Regions from separate parts of the Sus scrofa genome. Here all the other regions are linked to region 1. Evidence: chromatin contacts called from public HiChIP or PLAC-seq and promoter capture Hi-C data. All regions are on one chromosome and are shown on one strand. The core of a region is the stretch at or near the end of the contact, and the rest is flanking DNA. Distances in the headings are between cores, read along the strand shown. Region 1 holds the start of KLLN (killin). Region 2 overlaps RNLS (renalase). Region 3 has its middle 320 kb from the start of RNLS. Region 4 has its middle 330 kb from the start of PTEN.

Evidence for each region. Promoter capture Hi-C pulls out the DNA fragments that hold promoters and counts their contacts. HiChIP or PLAC-seq counts read pairs in DNA pulled down with a chosen protein or histone mark.
Region 2: a contact with region 1 is called in a promoter capture Hi-C map of liver, with 15 times the contacts expected there. The contact joins the enhancer-like site here to the promoter of KLLN in region 1. A contact is called at or near these places in 3 of 5 promoter capture datasets (fetal liver, fetal skeletal muscle and liver), 10 of 47 Hi-C or Micro-C datasets (embryonic fibroblasts, liver, mesenteric adipose tissue and 4 more) and 1 of 2 datasets of contacts at active chromatin or transcription factors (alveolar macrophages).
Region 3: an H3K27ac HiChIP or PLAC-seq map of alveolar macrophages shows a contact between it and region 1. The contact joins the enhancer-like site here to the promoter of KLLN in region 1. A contact is called at or near these places in 3 of 5 promoter capture datasets (fetal liver, liver and skeletal muscle), 13 of 47 Hi-C or Micro-C datasets (alveolar macrophages, embryonic fibroblasts, heart right ventricle and 7 more) and 2 of 2 datasets of contacts at active chromatin or transcription factors (alveolar macrophages and skeletal muscle).
Region 4: a contact with region 1 is called in an H3K27ac HiChIP or PLAC-seq map of alveolar macrophages. The contact joins the enhancer-like site here to the promoter of KLLN in region 1. A contact is called at or near these places in 2 of 5 promoter capture datasets (fetal liver and liver), 4 of 47 Hi-C or Micro-C datasets (alveolar macrophages, embryonic fibroblasts and psoas muscle) and 2 of 2 datasets of contacts at active chromatin or transcription factors (alveolar macrophages and skeletal muscle).

Annotation. Positions count from the first base shown.
Region 1 is chr14:99,927,243-99,930,402 of Sscrofa11.1, reverse strand. KLLN (killin) reads left to right here and starts at 1,516. Exons shown (of 3, transcript XM_021073704.1): 1 at 1,516-1,599; 2 at 1,969-2,157; 3 at 2,160-3,160. The coding sequence starts at 1,516. The coding sequence ends at 2,732. It overlaps PTEN (phosphatase and tensin homolog), which reads right to left and starts at 347. Exons shown (of 9, transcript NM_001143696.1): 1 at 31-347. The coding sequence starts at 109.
Region 2 is chr14:100,428,893-100,432,052 of Sscrofa11.1, reverse strand. The region is part of intron 4 of RNLS (renalase); the gene reads left to right. Among named protein-coding and RNA genes, the nearest start is that of RNLS, 170 kb to the left of the region's middle. Within about 2 kb of position 1,627, at least 3 of the 83 cell types and tissues checked have an H3K27ac peak or open chromatin away from gene starts, as enhancers often do. A contact at or near this core is called in fetal liver and liver, where this site is marked.
Region 3 is chr14:100,280,053-100,283,212 of Sscrofa11.1, reverse strand. No RefSeq gene overlaps it. Among named protein-coding and RNA genes, the nearest start is that of RNLS, 320 kb to the left of the region's middle. Within about 2 kb of position 1,507, at least 48 of the 83 cell types and tissues checked have an H3K27ac peak or open chromatin away from gene starts, as enhancers often do. A contact at or near this core is called in alveolar macrophages, fetal liver, liver and 4 more, where this site is marked.
Region 4 is chr14:100,263,332-100,266,491 of Sscrofa11.1, reverse strand. No RefSeq gene overlaps it. Among named protein-coding and RNA genes, the nearest start is that of PTEN, 330 kb to the right of the region's middle. Within about 2 kb of position 1,466, at least 10 of the 83 cell types and tissues checked have an H3K27ac peak or open chromatin away from gene starts, as enhancers often do. A contact at or near this core is called in alveolar macrophages, fetal liver, liver and 1 more, where this site is marked.

The DNA of each region.
Region 1 (3,160 bases), core at 267-2,766:
AAGAGGAGCAGCAGCCACAGAAATGGATACAGGTCAAGTCTAAGTCGAATCCATCCTCTTGATATCTCCTTTTGTTTCTGCTAACGATCTCTTTGATGATGGCTGTCATGTCTGGGAGTCTGTGGCTGAAGAAAAAGGAGGAGAGAGATGGCAGAAGCTGCTGGTGGCGGGGCTTCTTCTGCAGGATGGAAATGGCTCTGGACTTGGCGGTAGCTGATGCCCCTCGCTCTGCTGCCGCTTGGCTCTGGACCGCAGCCGGGTAATGGCTGCTGCGGCGGCTGCTGGATGGTTGCAGCGACTGGGCCTGCTTCTCCTCAGCAGCCAGAGATCTGGCAGCGGCGGCAGCGGAATGGGGAGAAGACGAATAATCCTCGGAAAGGCTGCCTCCTCCGGCGGCCTCTGGAGCCCGGGCCAGGGGGGGTGCGGCGGCGGCGGAGGGGAGGTTTAAAACCGGCCCGGGTCCCTGGATGTGCCGCCGCCGCCGCCGCCGTGTTGGAGGCAGTAAGAGGGGAGAGACCAACTCTCCGGCGTTCCCAGCCCTGGAAATGATGACAGGCGACTCCGACCCCCTCCCCGGAGCTGCAGCCGCCGCCGCCGCCGCCGCCGCCGCTTCTCCCCCCCGCTCCAGGAGCGGGAGGTGCCGCCGCCGCTCCTCAGCCGGCTCCCGCCCGAGCCCACGGCTTCCACCGTCCCTTTCAGAAGAAGCCGAGGAAGAGGCTGCACGGTTAGAAAAGAGGACGAAGAGGAGGCGAGAAACGCCGCCGCTGCCGCCGCCGCCGGCCGGCCGGCTCCCCGAGGGCGCTGCCCCCGCGGCTGCTCACAGGCGTTGAGAGGGGCTCTGGGCCGCGGCCGCCGCCGTCTCTCATCTCCTTCGCCTGAGCCCGGTCTCGCCTCACAGCGGCCCAACTCTCAAACTTCCATCATGGCTGCAGCTTCCGAGAGGAGAGAACTGAGCGCAGCCGCGTCCCGGCTCCGAACGGGTATCCTGCCGCAGTGCACAAAGAGTCCCGCCACATCACCGCCCGCCAGCCTGCCCGCCCCCTCCGCCGCCGCGCTAGGGGCAGGGGCGCCTGGGAGCCCGAGGGGAGGCGGGAGGCGGGAGGCGGGCCGGACCGCGCCAGGGGAGAGACGCGCAGGGCAGGGCTGGGGTTTTAGGGAGGGGGCAGAAGCGGCAGCTCTGGTGCGAGCGCCGAGTCCCCAACCTGCTGGCGCCACTGAGCATGCCCAGTATGACTGCCCGGGGCTCGCTCGGGCTTGTTCCGAGGCCCCCTCCTGAAGCTGCACTTGCTGCGGCTGCTTCTGCAGCAACGCAGGGTGGGGGGACGAGCTGAACCATAGCCTGTGCCCAGCAACGCAACCCGAGGCAGAATAGGCTGTTGCGAGCGAGACAGGGGGGTTAAGGTGAAGGCTGAGGCAGGTTCTTTGAGCAGTGTCACTGACGCGAGTCTGAGGTTACCTGTGCACAGGTGGGAAAGACCAGGTGACTGCGCTGGTAGTGTACCGGGAAGCGCAAGGATGGTCCCTACAGCGAGGACACCTCTCCCCTTGCCCCCAGATTTCCCTGGCACGGCCTGCAACCCCCCGTCCTTTTGCACCGCTGTCGGATCACAATCGTTCGCAGGGATTTGACTGCAGCAGCCTCTGCCAAAAAATCCACCTATCCCCCACCCCCACCCGTGTCCTCAAGGTGTCAGTCTTAATACAAAGAATCCCCTATTGTGTCTCTAGTGTGTATCACCTCATCCGGCTCCCTTGCATCGCCCCACCTCCCGCTTCCCCGGCAACCTGGTTCATTTGCCCTAAAATTGAAAGGTCCAGCAGAGCGTGCTGAATATGAACACATCGCCCCTGAATTTCTAGATCCCAAAGGACAAATGTCCAGGTGAAATGAAAGCTGATACCCGACGCTGGGATGCACCCCAGCCCCCTGGAGAGCAGAGAGCATCTCTCCCCTCGGGGTTCCAGTAGGGTTCACCGCGTCGAACTGAGCCAAAGACTCCTCGCCCCGCCCCCTTTTGGGCCGCTGTGAAAACCTGGCTGGCTGGATCGCCCCGGGGCCCGGTTCCGCGCTCCACCACCCGGGCGGAGACTCGGGTTGCTGGGCCGGAGAGTGAAGTACGCGACGGTAGGAAGCTGCAGCCCCGGCGAGTGGGCGGAGCCGAGGAGACCGAGGAGGGTTCAAAAAGAGGTGGAGGGATATACGGGCCACAGTCGGAACTACTTTCAGGGGGAGGTCACGTGTGATCCTAGTTGGGGAACTTTCCAAATTCCCACTCCCATTTGATAACTCCAGAGGCAAGTGTTTCGCTTCTTTTGCCCAGAGGGCTCCCGCCTTTCAGAAGCAGAGGGACCCCAGAGCCTCCTGGGTCTTGGTGGAAAGACAGGTTCAGACGAGCCTCCCGCTGAAGCGCTGTCGGGACTGGAGCCTGAGGAGCTGGTTACACAAGCACCCACATCCAAGCACGTGCCCCCGCCTCCCCTCGCCTTGGTCGCTGCCGTTGATTCTTGCAAATCTTAGAGCGAGACTTCCCAAACTGGTCGCACCCTTCGCCTGCTACCCCCAGAGCAAGCTAGAGGCCGGAAAACTGAGACTCCGCGTTCTAGATTCCCTAGCACCGCGACTTCTCAAACCCTGGGGGTCTGGAGCTAGTACACTACCCCTTAGGGCGAAACTTTCAGGTACTGTATTCTTGGGGCAAAAGGGTATCTCCGGGCAGCAGCCCGCTGCGTGAATTTAACGATGTTGCAACAAACTTTGTCACTGCCTCTGAGCTGGTGAGCGTGCCCCACCTACTGTAGACTCAGCCAAGTGACTTATCTGGTCGGAGAACCTAGTCAATGGCCTTCAGCCCAGAACAAACTTGTCAAGTCTGCTTACTTGGGACTGATAGACCTATCCCGTGAGGGAGCTGATTCAGAAAGGCTGACAACCAGAGCGCATTGACCAGCTGCAAAGTGAATTGTCCACCTTCGTTTGGAGAGGGTGGGCAGCAATACCAACCTAGAATTCCTTCTTTCTATCCCCTAGGAAGTAGAATTCAAGTAGAATTCGAGTCCAAAAGTATTTAAGTTGATAGGTTGAGGTACTAATAGTCTTTTAGATCTGAGAGAATGGAATCAGTTTGCATTTGTATTGCTGTAATTTTGAGTAGGTGCCTAG
Region 2 (3,160 bases), core at 378-2,877, 500 kb before region 1:
GGAGTAAGTGGGCAAATTTGCAAAATCAGTGTTGAAGGCGGTGTGAAACAGAATTAGAGTCTGCCTAATAAGAAACAAGTATACAACATATATTTTCCCTATGGCCCATGGAGGAAACAAATTCTACTTTTTCAAAACCAAAGGAATGTATATGGGTATATCTAAGTTCTAGAACATGGAGCAATGATTAAACATTCACATGTAAATTATTGAGAGCACACAGTGTAAGATGAAGCCATAAGGATTGTCATAAAGTTGACCAGTAGATTGTACAATCACCATCTCCTGTAGAATTCATTGACTGTAGATGAGAGGGCAAATAGCAGAGGGCATTACTAGAAATGGCCATGTCTTTTGGAATCATGAGAATTTAGCCCACTTGGGAGAAGGGAATAAGAGCCTGGTCACATAACAGCTCACAAAAGAAGAATGTTGTTGAAAGCACATGTTTCTATGTGTGTTTTTGTGGCTTTTAACTCTTCTAAAATTTCCCTTGGGCCATCTCAATACACCAAAAAAAACTAGCAATATAGTTTTGTTAAATGTCTCAAACTGTTATGTTTCAGCATTGCCCAATGAATTTATTTATTAGATCACATCATATTTTTGTAAGGATGAATTTATTTTCTTTCTGCACCTGAAATTATGAGTTATCCTCAGTTGTCAGACCAACTTTTTTGTTTCTACCTAGCAAGAAAATGTCAAGAGAGTACAAATGGCAATTCTTTAAATTTCTTTGGGGATTTTATATTGATATCGTCCAAAGTAAAGTTTTATTTCCTGAAAAAAGTATAAAATGAGAAATAATAATAATATATTGATATTGTCCAAAGTAAAGTTTTATTTCCTGAAAAAAGTATAAAATGAGAAATAGAGTAAAATCATTAACTATAATAGTTAATTATGATCAAAATTTCAAATTCTCCAATTTAATTCACTTGAATAATAATAAATATTTTCAATGACTTATTAAAAAGTCTTTTTAATCTCACTTACATGTGGAATCTAAAAACCCTGAACTCATAGATACAGAAAACAGATTGGTGGTTGCCAGGGTGAGGGGTAGCGAGTGGGCTAAATGGATAAAATAGTCAAAAGTTACAGATTTCCAGTTATAAAATAAATAAGTCCTGGAGATGGAATGTACAGCATGGTGACTGTAGTTAAAAATACTGTATTGTATATTTGAAAGAAGCTAAGTGTAAATTTTGAAAGTTCTCATCATAAGAAAGAATTGTAACTATGTGAGCTAATGAATGTTATAATGTGATAATGCGATGATCATTTCATAATACATACATATATCAAGTCACTATGTCATAACCTTAAACTAAAACAATGTTATCTATCAATTATATCTCAATAAAGCTGGAAAAATAAATTTTAAAATAAATGGTCTTTGAATTTTTACTCCTATGCCCTTAAATTTGGCAGGGAACCTTTTCTATTCCCCTGTTTTATGAATATTGCCATTATATAGACCCCAAATTGGCAAACTGCTGCCCTTGGGCCAAATCCAACCTGACTCTTGCTTTTGTAAATAAAGTCGTAGCACAGACACACTCATTCATTTATATGTTGTCTGTGACTGCTTTCATGCTGTAATGCAGAGTTGAGTCCTTGCAACAGTGTCTGCATGGCACACAAAGCCTTAAATATTTACTGTCTGTCCTTTTACAGAAAAAGTTTGCTGACCTTTGATAAGACAAATAAGTAAAGCCGACTCCCAGAGCTACTGAGCTGACAGACTTCAGAGTAATTTCTCTTAAAAAAAAAATGGAAAGTAAAAAGTTTTTGAAAATAAAAAGCTGTCAGCTATCAAAAATGAATGTCAGGTCCACCAGCAATTTTTCAAACAACTAACTAACAAGAGTTCCTTGTTCACCACCAAATATGGAAGCTTAATGTGAAGGGCATTTCATATGCATAGAAAGTGATTTATTTGACTCTGATGCTCTATTTATTCCTTTGAAAATCAGAAGTGGCATTCGTTATCAGATATAGGGGAGATGGCCCAGAATCTAGAACTGATTTCTTGTAAGAAAGTGGAGAAGATGAGATACAAAATCACTTTCTATATAAGTGCCGTGCACTGATTGTGCCACTGGAGCTCCTAAAATCAGTATCTAAATCAGAGGACCTGCTGACTCAGAATCTTTCTGGGCTCTATTTAAATCACTGGACACTGAAATTGATGATTTATATATGTGATGGCTCTTGCAGAAGTAAGAAAGGAATAGAGATTCATCTAATGTTAATATATGAACTTTGTTCTATGGCGTAGGGTGGAGAAATGCATTTTTAATGCCTTTAGATGTGGTTTTTTTTTTTTTTTTTTTGGACCATGCCTGCAGCATATGGTTGTTCCCAGGCTAGGAGTCGAATTGGAGCTGTAGCTCCTGGCCTGTGCCACAGCCAAAAGCAATGTGGGATCCAAGCCACATCTGTGACCTACTCCACAGCTCAAGGCAATGTCGGATCCTCAACCCACTGAGCGAGGTCAGGAATCGAACCTGCGTCCTCATGGCTACTAGTCAGATTTGTTTCCACTGAGCCGCAACAGGAATTCCCTGAGATGTGTGTTCTTGCACATGTTTTTTTCCCCTGATTTTGGATCCCAAGTGAAAAATAAGGCTAATTAAATGACTTCCTAATCGCATTACTGTGAAAATGTTCACAGACAATACCTGAAACTGAGAAGTCATTCCTGATCCTTTTGATTGGAAATGGTGGCCTCAGTGCACATTCGACTAGTGACTAAAAGACATTGTGTATAGATTCTTATTTGTTTTTATCCATACCATATGTGTAAAAAAATTTCACATAGTAATTTCTTGAACAGTTAAACAATTTGGTATAAAGTAACATTTTTGTAAATTGAGCTATATTTTATTTATTTAAATTGTATTTTCAGAAATGGTTCTCCACTAAGGTTTTTGGTCTGCTCAATACCTTATTAAAACACACATACATGCATATATATATATATATATACACACACACACATAGGAAAACTAATCACACTTTTCATAGGGAAATGTAAAGTATTAACAAGCCAACTCAAATTCTTTTTGGAGCAAGGAAAGTGATAAAAAGTGAACAATAAGCCAAAAAAATTTTTCCAAACAAAAAATATACTTTGTGTAAAATACCAAATTGA
Region 3 (3,160 bases), core at 258-2,757, 350 kb before region 1:
TTTTCCAATCAGTGATTTGATGTTCTGGGTTTCACCTTTGAGGTTTTCTGTGATTTTCTGGCAGACATGATGGTTGAAAGCACCCTGTTCTGAGTGGATGGAATCCCTCTCATTAAATTAGAAAGGAGACATTTTAGGATATGAGCTCATGAAAGAGAGATTTTGAAATGGAAAAAAAAAAAAAAAAGTACACACATACACAGTAACACATAACTAGGCCAGCACAGGATGCATTTGTGGTTAAGCCATTTTTCCCATTGCAGATGACACTTTAACGCTTTGAATCCCAGAGTCCTTCTGCACACACCCAGCAGGAAAAGAAGTCTCTGCAGCTGCCTCTCTGAAGCCAGGCTGTACCACAGGTGGAAGGAAGAAGATCTAGCCCACACAGAGTCACCAAACCCTTCAATTTGAAATCACTCTGGGACTCCTTCTCCTCTCCCCGCCAGTGCCAGCCATGTCATGGCGTAAACACATAACCCTTGCTCCCAGAAGATCTTTTGAATAGAACAAAACATGGGACAGAGCAATAAAGACTCCTTGTGGTCCTTAGGGACAAAAAGGGGGTGTGGGGTGGCTAATCAAAAGCAAATAACCGTTGTTTCTTCTCCAGCTTTTTCCACTCAAGTCACAAGGATGATAGTACATTTTCAAGCCTACTCCAACCAGTCTGAAATGTGCAAGTATTTGCTTCGAATGGGCAAAGTTGTTGTTGTTGTTGTTGTTTTTTCTTCTTTTTTCTTTCACTGTGGGAAAATGCACTTATTTTCAGTCACCCCTGACATCTGACCACTCGACTGATCACGAGGACACTGTGGTAAACCACAGCTCAACTTGAAATTATCTCTTTCAGGCATGGTTCCTGTATTTTGGATGGCACCATCCTTGGCTGTCCAGTTTCGGCTCCCCTCCATGGGAGTTCCATTTTCACTTTCCTCTGTCTCCTCAAAGTGAGAGGTCTTGCTCTCAAGTCTGTCCATTGGGCTTGTCCTCAAAATAAGCTGAATACAAAAAAATGACGCCAGTGCTCCCAGCCAAGATCCCCAAAGCAACCCATTTATACATTGTGTTCTTTTTAAAGGGGGAAGGCACACAGAAAACATGAAGACTTTAAACATCCTGGAGAGAAGGAAAAAAAAAAATTCTCCTGATTAATATTAGGATGATCCAGCAGGGTTTATACATATTCCTTCTGTTTGAATCATCTTGGTTTTTGTAGCTGTTTTACACCTCCAGGATCCTGCCATCTGCCCACTCTAAAGAAATGCAGCAAAGCATTCCAAAAACAATGGCTGGAAGGAAATAATTTTGAACAAACTCAAGAGACCGACTTTTTTGCACCCTTCTGGTTCCTGCTACACTCCCTGGAGGAAAGACAGTGGGGGAGAGGGGGTGCCCTGCGGTTCATGTGGTGGGGGTTCACCTCCTAAGAACCCCCGTCTGGAGCCCTGTCCTGCCATCAGGCTGACAAGAGAGAACTTCGTGTACAGATCTGGCTGCCCTCTTGGCTGAGGAAGCAGGAGGAGGAGGGGTGGGCGGCTCCCTGGGCAGTTCTGTCCTACTCAGATCTGGTGTGTGTCACTGGAATATAGGTCAGCCTTTGCTGGACAACTCGAAGCAGGCTGGAAGCATGGGCCCCGCACCGAGCCTGGTCCCCCTCACTCTCTTCCTGCCTGAGACAAGAGTTAACAGGCCCAAGGAACACAAAGAGGCCATCAGGACCGACGAAAGCGGTCTTCCCTTTGGCTCACAAAAGCCTGGGAAATCTAAAGCTTAGCAAAGGCTTTATCAGTCCTGGGGTTGGGCCAAGGAGCAGGCTGAAGTTCAGCTGGCCAGGCCCAGCGCAGCTGCTGGCTGTTCACGCTTCCCACAGGGACTTTTCCTCAGCCCCCGATTTAGACAGTGAAGGGGATGGGTAGTGTGCATGTCGCTGCCGAGGGTGATTGGAAAAACAAAATGACTTTCAATTACCGAGCAGTTCAGGTGGAGGCAGTGAATGTAGAAAAGGTTTTCTTTCCAGCAGCAAAATGAGGTGTCAGTGAAAAAGCTGCTGGCCTTGCGGAGAGGTTATTGCTTGAAAGGAATATTGGCAAATGCTTTCGGCTGAACGTTTAGGCTTGGTTGCTTGCCTTTCCCCCCACAGTTCATAGAGGGATAAAGATATTACATGAATTGGATTTTTCTTGTGAATTAAAACATCGATGTCCTGATTTTGGGTAACAAGCGTTGCAGAGTTAGTGCTGAGCAGGCAGAAAGGAGGGATGGGACTAATGCTCTGCCTTCAGGGCAAGGCAAAAAGAGGTTCACAAAAGAGCGTGATTCCACTGATTGTTCAAGGTCACCAGACTGTGCATGCTCGACGTGGAACTCAAGACTCCCAAATCCCAGTGTCTGATTAATTGTCCCTTGACTAAAACAATGAATATAAAATGGATTAGCAAAAGGTGTTGCTCCAGGCCAAAAAGTTCAGAAAGCAAACAGAACTTCAAGGAAAGTAGGATTTTCTTTAATTAGGCTGACATTGAATGCCTCAGTAGTAATGCCTTGGTAATGTGAAATTGCCTTTTGCGCAGTATGTATATGTGTAATTTTTTTTTTTTTTCAGTCGTGCCAGTTAAAGGGTACTGAGTATCACTGTGCTGTGTTCCTGTTTTCCCCACATCATGTGATTTACCCCTCACAGGAACCTGGCGGGTCATGTATCGTCACCACTATGTTACTGATGGGGCTGAAACTGATTCAAGTTTTGCTTGATGTGTAAGTGGTAGAACTTGGATGCAAATCTAGGTTTCTAACTTCCATTTTCAGAACCACTTAACAGCCTCTTTTAAATAGCATCTTATTTTGTGTATTCATATCTGGGTTGACTGTTGTAAAGTGTTAAGTTCCTGGATGAGGAAAACTATGAGCTGAAACAGAGGTTCTTTGAATTACCTACTTGCAATATTTTGCCTAACTATGAAAGTAGTGGGGTTGGTCATGAAATACTACCATCCTTTTTAATGAAATAGTGTATATGTTTATAGAAAAAGAAAACTCTGTGAGAAAGACAATATATATATATATATATATACCTCAATATTTGAAATACATTGAGATGTCCAGGCATAAAAATAGTTGTTATGAGATGAAAATATTGGCTTGTATAGCTGGAAAATTA
Region 4 (3,160 bases), core at 217-2,716, 340 kb before region 1:
TCCTGGCCTTGCTTAGTGGGTTAAGGATCCTGGCCATGCTGTGAGCTGTGGTATAGGTCGCAGGCGAGGTTCAGATCCTGTGTTGCTGTGGCTGTGGCCTAGGCCGACAGCTGTAGTTCTTATTGGACCCCTAGCCTGGTAACCTCCACATGCTGTGGCTGCAGCCCTAAAAAGCAAAATAAATAATAAATAAATAAATATTTTAAAAAATTAGGCGTTCCCGTCGTGGCTCAGTGGTTAACAAATCCGACTAGGAACCATGTGGTTGCGGGTTTGAACCCTGGCCTTGCTCAGTGGGTTAAGGATCCGGCATTGCCACGAGCTATGTGTAGGTCTCAGACGTGGCTCGGATCCCACATTGCTGTGGCTCTGGCGTAGGCGGGCAGCTACAGCTCTGATTACACCCCTAGCCTGGGAATCTCCATATGCTGCAAGTGCAGCCCTAGAAAAATACAAAAAAAAAAAAAAAAAAAGAAATGAAAAGTGAAAACAACAACAACAAAATGTAGTTTTAAGAGAGTGATGGTGACAAAAGCCAGGGTTTAGAAGATATGGGTGGGGGTACAGTGAGTAGACACTGAGAAAAGAGGTGGCAGCAGTATAGATACATCCTTATGGAAGCTGGGTCATTGTAGAAAACCACTAAGATGTAGAGGCAGTGTGTTATCATAGCATAACCTAGTCTTATTCTTGCTACAGACAGTGAAAGAGAAAAAAGTCAGGAAAAAAAGTGGGAAAAGAGAGGAACTAAGTCGAAGCAAATTTCTCTAATTTTTGTTTTGGTTTTTCATAGTTTTAGATCAAATGAGACCCAAGCATGTTAGTTAGGAAAACAGAAAGAGTCAGTAGAAAGGAAAACCTTGCAAATGAAAAAGCAGTGTCCTAAAAAGAGCAGGAAATACAGCAGTGTTCAAGCCCAGCGGTGGGTCTCTGCCTTTCTTCCAAGACAGGAGTGAAAATCTGGACCCAGAATGAATACCTGCAGTTTGGGTTAGAGAAGGAAATTGAGGGGGCCCACCCTCATTGGCTCATGCACTTGACTTCTGAGAAAGGCAAGGGGAGGCTGGAGTTTGGAATCCTGGGAACAGAGCAATTTCAAGGGATGACGAGTGTCTAGGACTGAAATAACCATGCATGCAACCATCGCCTTTGTGTATCAACCTCCTGGCAGCTGTCCATGTAGAATGACTGGCAAGCACGGCAACTGACTGCATTGCATTCTTTTGGTTTAAATTTGATAGGCATTTCTTGGACAGAATCATCATTATTTTAAAAGGATAGTCATACCCAGGAAGGGTTAAAATTCATTTTTCAAGTTCTAGCCCAGTTCCCAACCCTTACTGTTTCCCCAAGTCCTTTAACAAAATTTGTTATCCCATTGACAGGCCAGTGTTGGTCCCCTCCACAGAACAACACATGCTGTGCTCTCTCTCTGAGTGTACTCATGATGAACTTCAAGCCACACATCTGCTGCAGAGAAGGAACTCTTATTCCCAAATGGCTGACATCAGCTGAAGATTCTGGGTTCATCTCTACTGTAGCGTATTTTTATTAGATAGACTGCTGGAGAATCAGAGGAATAAATTTAGTTACTATGTCTATACCTCATTACAATGCATCCCCAACTATTGTTCTTTTCATCAGCTTAATGTTATTCTGAGACTCTGTTTCTAAAAAGTGAATATCTGGATTAAAACCAACGTCCCATCCTCATTTACTGCCAAGCCATTGCTATATCTGTGCTAAGGATGTATTATTGTGATGTCACCACCCCAAGCCTCTTTCTTTGATTTAAAGCAGTGGTTGGCAAAGATTTTGTGTAAAGGCCCAGAGAGTAAATATTTTAGGCTTTGTGAGACACATGCTCTCTGCTGCAATTAGTCAGTTGTCATTGTAACACGAAAGCAGCCAGAGATGATACCTAAACGAATGAACATGGTCGTGTTCCAATAAAACTTTATTTACAAAAACAGGCAGTAGGTTGGATTTAGCCCATAGGCTATTCTTTGCCAACCTGGGATTGGCAAGAAGACTTCAGGTGAACTGATAGCTAAAAAACAGTATCTTTTCATGTGCTCATCTCCTAGAAGGGAAAAAAAAAAAAAACACCACTAAAACATTTTTCTTGGACATTTTATTTCATTTGTAGCCAACAGTATGGCATTTCCCCCATTCTAATACATGGCATCTTAAGTTTTTAGATTCCTTTCCCACAAAAAGTTGACAACAGCAGTAGAATTTAACTCAGGGAAGAGAGGGTTAAGTGGTTCAAAATTGAAGGGTGAAAGTATCACTTATCTGCAAACACAGCCTCCTCTTTAGAAACTGATTTACCCAGACATTGAGTTGATTATAAGAGATGTAGAGTAAAAACAAATTTGCTGACCTTCATTTCAGAGATCAAAGGTTAAATTCATACCCTGTAGGATGGTTCTGTTAAATCACTCCCAAGCTGCCTGGTGACATATTTTTGAAAAATATTTCTCTCCAACTTTATCAAGTGTTCTTTGTGTTCTGGAAACATGATTTGAAGTCCCAGCTGGAGCTGGGACCTTATGAGTCTTAGATAGCTGAAATTCTTCTTCAACTATATCCAGAGACATGTGGTTAGTTGGGAGAGACATTAATTGCAGGGATATTAATACCTCTGAGTCTAGTTTTATTTATCAAAGATTGATATTCTGTCTTTCTAGTTGTTGAAGACTGAAATTAAAATTTTGCACTGGATAACAAGGGGTTGTATAAACTGTGCACAGATAAAGAGCTGAAATTGTCCACTTTGATGTCCTTGACATTGGGCTGGATAAACATGTCTTAAATTATAATGTCTGTTGATGACTGAGTGTTCCTAACTTCTTTGCCTCTAAGCACTGCTTCGGCACAGAATCCCAACAGTTCCAAAATTAGGAAAACTTTGTGCACAAATTAGTTAAATTCAAAACCTTTATTTTAAAAAAGGCAAAGTTTTTGTCTCTTCAATTATGAATTCATACAAAACCTTTACAGAATTCATTTTATGACAAAGTTTTGTCAGTCATAGTGAGATGAAAAAAGTTAGAACACCAGTGTAAGTATTTTATATAGCTAAATGCATTTAGAGGACCTTTCTTTAGTCTATTTTTATATTAATTAATTGATTTTTAATGATTTTTAATTATAT